2 separate regions of the Sus scrofa genome follow, and region 1 is linked to region 2. Evidence: chromatin contacts called from public Hi-C data. All regions are on one chromosome and are shown on one strand. The core of a region is the stretch at or near the end of the contact, and the rest is flanking DNA. Distances in the headings are between cores, read along the strand shown. Region 1 has its middle 29 kb from the start of GPT2. Region 2 overlaps GPT2 (alanine aminotransferase 2).

Region 1 (3,347 bases), core at 287-2,786, 48 kb before region 2:
TACTGATTTTTACTGTGCTCTTCTAACACCCAGCACCTTCAGCTGTGCTCCGGTGGTGCTCTCAGCGCTCTGGAGTCAGCACTTCACCCTAATGGAACATGCAGAAAGTCCAGGACCTGGTTACTCCCCTGCTTCCTCTCCTTGCCCACCTGGCGAGTGACTGGCAGGTCAAGAGTCTCAATGCCAAGCCTCTTTGCCTCCAGGCAGATCTTCTAAGACATAACCTACCCTCCCAAGGTCCTCTGAGGGGGTCAGGCAGAAGCTCCCCTCCACGGGACTCTGCCTGAAATCACACCTTACCTGGCCTTCTGACCCTCTCTGCCCTGCTTCTCGCCCTCCACTTATCCTCTGTTCTGGGCCTACTTCCTTAATAAATCACTTCCACGTGAATCCTCCTCTAAGGAAGTGCTTCTCAGGAACCCAACCAAGAATCAGCAGCTGGGGCCTTAGCACCTGTCTAGTGGCTCTCTCCTGCAGAACAGAATAGTGTTCTCTCCTGCTTTTGCTCCATCTGGCCTGTGGGTGGTAGCTGCTTCCTACTGTTGCTAACTCTAGAGGGCTTCCTGGTCCTTGATTGTTGCCCTAGGTCCCATCCCATCCTCTGTGAGTAGCCCTTTCATTAAGCTCTCCCCAGTCACCCCTTTGGAGTATGCTACCTGTTCTTGCCAGAACTCTAAATCATGAATGGGACCATTGCAGGAACTCTATCAGAGCTCCCCCTGTGGCTCAGCAGGTTAAGAACACAACATGATGTCCATGAGGATGTATGTTCGATCCCTGGCCGGTCAGTTAGGGATCTGGCATTGACGCAAGCTGCAGCATAGGTCATGGATGTGTCTTGGATCTGGCATTGCTGTCTGTGGCATATGCCAGCAGCTGTAGCTTGGATTCCACCCCCACCCTGGGAACTTCCATACGCTGCATGTGTGCTCGTAAAAAGAAAAAAAGTCAGTCTATCTATCATCTATCTATCTATGAAACTCATAGTACCCTAGAGGATTGGAATGAGACACATTTTTTTTTTTTTGGTCTTTTGTCTTTTTAGGGCCGCATCCCGGCATATGGAGTTTCCCTGTCTAGGGGTTGAATCGAAGCTGCAGCCGCCAGCCTATGCCACAGCCACAGCAATGTTAGATCCAAGCCTCATCTGCGACCTACACCACAGCTCACAGCAACGCCAGATCCTTAACCCTCTGAGCAAGGCCAGAAATTGAACCCACGTCCCCATGGATACTAGTCAGGTTCGTTAACCACTGAGCCACGATGGGAATTCCCAGCCACAAACTTAACATTGTGGATTGATTGCAGCTTTATCCCATCCAGTTAATTTGGCTCTGGAGCTGTAGGTATAAGAAGTTAAATTATAGATAATATTGGAAGTCTGATTTTGAGGTGCTTCCTGACATGAAAGCAAAGACCATGACCTCCTACCTCCATTTGGCCCTCAAAAGTCCTTCCACACAGAAACAGCCAGTAAACAACCTGCAGAAGGTGACATCTGGCACTAGATGGCAGTCATGCCCACAAGCGCTGCGGCTCCAGAAGCAATTGATAGTCCCTGCTTGTCTGGCCCTGCAGGTTCATGATTCACAGTCCAGCAGGAGCCAGTTTGCCTGCCAGCTCTACACTCTTAAATCACGGTTGTTCCACATTCCTCCAGCATAGATGCAGCTTGTGGTTTTCCAGCACCTCGGGCCAGGGTCTGAGAAGGTTCCTATTTGTATCTCCTTCTCAGTATATCTGTTGCTGGACACTCAAACACTAATGCAACACCACAGGTCTGTGTCTCTGGGGAAGAGGCTGTAGAACACAGAAGTTTAGGGGGAATCCCTCCTGGTGCAGGCAATATTGGTGTTTTGGGGGCTCCTGAATGACCTCCACAGTTGCTTTAGCTGGCCTCCTCCACCACCTTTGGCTGTAGCAAGTGAGGGACATTAGTTAAAATCATTGTATTGGAGTTCCCGTCGTGTCGAATCCGACTAGGAACCATGAGGTTGCGGGTTCAGTCCCTGCCCTTGCTCAGTGGGTTAACGATCTGGGTTGCCGTGAGCTGTGGTGTAGGTTGCAGACGCGGCTCAGATCCCACGTTGCTGTGGCTCTGGCGTAGGCCGGTGGCTACAGCTCTGATTCAACCCCTAGCCTGGGAACCTCCATATGCCGCGGGAGCGGCCCAAGAAATAGCAACAACAACAACAACAAAAGACAAAAAATAAAATAAAATATAAAATAAAATCATTGTATTAAAGGAGTTCCTGGAGTTCCCGTCATGGCACAGTGGTTAACGAATTCGACTAGGAACCATGAAGTTGCGGGTTCAATCCCTGGCCTCACTCAGTGGGTTAAGGATCCGGCATTGCCATGAGCTGTGGTGTAGGTTGCAGACGCAGCTCCAATCCCGCGTTGCTGTGGCTCTGGTGTAGGCCGGCAGCTACAGCTCCGATTGGACCCCTAGCCTGGGAACCTCCATATGCCATGGGAGCGGCCCAAGAAATGGCAAAGAAGACATAAATGAATGAATAAATAAATAAATAATAAAGGAGTTCCTCTTGTGGTTCAGCAGGAACGAACCAACTAGCATCCATGAGGAGGCAGGTTTGATCCCTGGCCGTGCTCAGTAGGTTAAGGATCCAACATTGTCACAAGCTGTGGTGTAGGCTGCAGATACAGTTTGGATCCTGCACTCTTGTGGCTGTAGACTGGAGCTGCAGCTCCGATTCTGCCCATGGCCTGGGCCCTAAAATAAAGTTTAAAAAAAAAATCTTATTCAAAGAATAGTTTATTATTTTTTTTAATCTTTATTTTTTGTCTTTTTAGGGCCATGCTCATGGCATAGGGAGGTTCCCAGGATAGGGGTTGAATCGGATCTATAGCTGCTGGCCTAGCCACAGCCACAACAGCCGGGGATCCGAGCTGAGTCTGAGACCTATACCACAGCTCACAGCAATGCCAGATCCTTAACTCACTGTGCCAAGCCAGGGATCGATCCCACATCCCAGAGCTCCCAAGACACTGCCAATCTCATTTCACCACAGCGGAGCTCCTAAAAGGAAAGATTTTTAAGTAGTCTTAAGAGCCACATGTATGTTAATTTAGTCACAACTATATCCATGTGAGTTTCAGGCACATCTGGATCTAGGCACTGAAAAAAAATCATCAGTCATCTCTTTGTCTCCATCTATCGCTTCACTTCTCTCTTGAGCACAAACTCCCAAGTGCTGAAAGAAATAAATGTTTTTCTTGGTAGTTCTGACAAGATCCCTAGACTAATCACGTGGGAGGAGGCCTGGGAGATGATATACCCAATTTGGTGAAGTCTAGGGCCCATTGCTAGAAAGAGGCATAGGTCA
Region 2 (3,309 bases), core at 505-3,004:
TTCTCTCATGTTCAGTGGAACCACGTGTGAGCAACAGTGATAAAAGCATAGCAGTCCCCCAGAGTTCCCGTCGTGGCGCAGTGGTTAACGAATCCGACTAGGAACTATGAGGTCGCGGGTTCAATCCCTGGCCTTGCTCAGAGGGTTAAGGATCTGGCGTTGCTGTGAGCTGTGGTGTAGGTTGCAGATTTGTCTCGGATCCCACGTTGCTGTGGCTCTGGCGTAGGCCGGTGGCTACAGCTCCAATTTGACCCCTAGCCTAGGAACTTCCATATGCCACAGGAGCGGCCCAAGAAATGGCAAAAAAAAAAAAAAGACAAAAAAAAAAAAAAAGCATCGCAGTCCCCCAAAGAGTGGATGTGTATGGATAACGGAATCACGTTGCTATACAGCAGACATTACCGTGCCATTGTAAGTCAACTATACTTCAATTAAAAAAATAAATGAAGGCATTCCCATCGTGGCTCAGTGGAAACGAATTGAACTAGGAACCATGAGGTCGCGGGTTCCATCCCTGGCCTTGCTCAGTGGGTCAAGGATCTGGCGTTGCCGGGAGCTGTGGTGTAAGTCACAGACATTGCTTGGATCCTGAGTTGCTGTGGCTGTGGTGTAGGCCGGCAGCTGTATCCTCAATTCAACCCCTAGCCTGGGAACCTCCATATGCCGCGGGTGCGGTCTTAAAAAAAAAAAAGCAAAAAATAAAAATAAAAAAGGAAATTAAAAAAAAACCATGGCCACCCCAGCTGTATTGGTACATACTGTCAGAGAAGATATGTAAATCCCAGTAGGGTGGATAACGCATAAGGGCACCATTTATCTGGTTAGAAGCCAGGGCCGGGAATAATGCCTGATGTCTAAGTAGGTTCTCAGTAAATACCGGTTGGATGAAGAGATGGGTGGGCAGGTGGATGTGGATGAATGGATATGGGTAGCAGATGGCCGGATGGATGGTGTGTGGGCAAAAAATGGGGGTAGATGGATGGATGGGAGGATGGGTGGACGGAGCCCAGTGGGCGGTTAAGCAGCTTGCCACAATTCGGGTCTGGCATAGTGGGGGTTGGGCCCCCCTGAGACCTGCCTGACCTCCCCGACCCTCCCACCCCCAGGCAACTATATGGATGTCACAGACTCTAGGGGGTCAGACATCCCGCCTCTAGCCACCGCCTTGCTTGCTGTCTTACAGGCTCCTACAGCGCTAGCCAGGGCGTCAACTGCATCCGTGAAGATGTGGCTGCCTACATCACCAGGAGGGATGGCGGCGTGCCTGCAGACCCAGACAACATTTACCTGACCACCGGCGCTAGTGACGGCATTTCTGTACGTGAGAGGGTGGCTCCTCATTGCCCAAAGTTCCCCCACGCGAAGAGCAGCCCCGTATGTTAGGGCCCATTAGCAGGGGGACAGGCCTAGGAGGAAAAGCTGGCCTCCCTTTGGTCCCTGCCCTCTGCCCCACCCTGGTACCTGCTGTCCTTACCTTGTTTGGTCTTCGTGAACCTGGATGCTCCTGCAGCCTCGGTTTCCCTCCCCGGTGGCACCAGCAGGTCCAGCCGGGAGGAGTCACGGGGCACTCGAGAGGGTGCCCATCCCAGGGCATCGGCCATTCTCTCACTCAGCACGTCCGATGTTCTTCTCGTGCCAGGCCCTGTGCCAGGTGCTGGGGAGATCAGACACGTGTAACCTCTGCTTCCAAACCAGACTGGCATTGATAACACATGAGTACCTGTCACATTGGAAGCTTTCAGTTTCTCTTCTGGAGAAGACACAGTGTCCCAGGAAGGAGTGGCAGGAACCCTGGCCTGGAGGGGCGGGCTGCGGGGGCCCAGAGGGTTTCTCCAAGGAAGGCCGAGCAGATAGAGATCTGCAGGAGGGTCAGCATGAACTCAGGGAGGCGGGCGGCAGAGCGGGGGAGTAGTCTGAGCAGAAGGTCATCATGTGCAGAGGCCTTGAGCTGTTTGGAAATGGAGCATGGGGTAGGGGGTGGGGACAGGCACACATGGTGAGGGCCAGTCACCAGCAGTGGGCTGGGAGGCAGGGGTGCGGGGGTGGCTTGGCCTGAGTCGGCCTGAGTCCTGCAGGACTTCAGAGGCCACGCAGAGGATTTGGGTAGCTGTCCTAAGAGCCGTGGGAGCCACTGAGGGATTTGAAGCAGGCAGGGAGACAGACAGACACTGGATTTATGTTCTTAAATTTTTTGGATTTTATTTTTTGTGGGTTTTTTTTTTGTTTGTTTTGTTTTTTAGGGCCACACCCGAGGCACATAAGGGAATCCCAGGCTAGGGGTCGAATTGGAGCTACTGCTGCCGGCCTATACCACAGCCACAGCAACGCCAGATCCAAGCTGCATCTGCAACCTACACCTCAGCTCATGGCAATGCCAGATCCTTAACCTACTGAGCGAGGCCAGGGATCGAACCTGTGTCCTCGTGGATGCTAGACAGATTCATTTCTGCTGAGCCACAGTGGGAACTCCATATGTTCTTTTTTTTTTTTTTTTTTTTTTTGGCTCTTTGCCATTGCCTGGGCCACTCCGGCGGCATATGGAGGTTCCCAGGCTAGGGGTCTAATCGGAGCTGTAGCCACCGGCCTATGCCAGAGCCACAGCAACACAGGATCTGAGCCGCATCTGCAACCCACACCACAGCTCATGGCAATGCTGGATCCTTAACCCACTGAGCAAGGTCAGGGATTGAACCCACAACCTCATGGTTCCTAGTCGGATTCGTTAACCACTGAGCCACAACAGGAACTCCCTCCATATGTTCTTAAGCTTTAATTTTGGCAGGGAGGGGACACAGTAGGTGTGAGGGAGCATTTAGGAAGAAGAGAAGTGGCTCTATCCAGGGGTCGCTGTGGACAAGATGAAGAGGGGCTGGTATCAAGGGTTCCTGGGCAGGAGGGGCTGAACTCGGGCAGAAGGATTTGAGGGACCCTTGGTCTCTGTTCCCTTGCAGCTCATCCCCACCCACCACTCACTAATCCTCTCGACGCAGGGAGCTTGTGCTGTCTGACCTCCTTTTAATGGGGTGATCTGTGTTTCTTGACCTCCAAGGTTCTTGCTTTTGATGTCTGTTGAATGCTTTAGTCCTTTCTTACTGGAGCCCATGAGGCCCAGACGGCCGTAAGTGGTCTGCGTTCTCTCAGTCAGCCTCTCATGGCATTTGGGATTCTGGTATAACTCAGGCTCCAACCATGGCCTCTCCACTCTATTCTGCCATCAAGATCCCTCTTCCCTCCCAGGGAAGCGATCCCAGTGCCGATCCCAAATGCCAGGGACAGGTCCCGAGTGGGCCCTGTGTTCCCCTATGGCCC

What was found. A called contact is a pair of places that touch in the nucleus more often than the background predicts.
Region 1: a Hi-C map of liver shows a contact between it and region 2, with 3 times the contacts expected there. The contact joins two enhancer-like sites. A contact is called at or near these places in 1 of 5 promoter capture datasets (liver), 15 of 47 Hi-C or Micro-C datasets (alveolar macrophages, brain, embryonic fibroblasts and 5 more) and 1 of 2 datasets of contacts at active chromatin or transcription factors (skeletal muscle).

The regions. Positions count from the first base shown.
Region 1 is chr6:37,696,695-37,700,041 of Sscrofa11.1, reverse strand. No RefSeq gene overlaps it. Among named protein-coding and RNA genes, the nearest start is that of GPT2, 29 kb to the right of the region's middle. Within about 2 kb of position 1,536, at least 10 of the 83 cell types and tissues checked have an H3K27ac peak or open chromatin away from gene starts, as enhancers often do. A contact at or near this core is called in liver, where this site is marked.
Region 2 is chr6:37,649,121-37,652,429 of Sscrofa11.1, reverse strand. GPT2 (alanine aminotransferase 2) reads left to right here. Exons shown (of 12, transcript XM_003126995.4): 5 at 1,184-1,317. Among named protein-coding and RNA genes, the nearest start is that of GPT2, 19 kb to the left of the region's middle. Within about 2 kb of position 1,754, at least 7 of the 83 cell types and tissues checked have an H3K27ac peak or open chromatin away from gene starts, as enhancers often do. A contact at or near this core is called in liver, where this site is marked.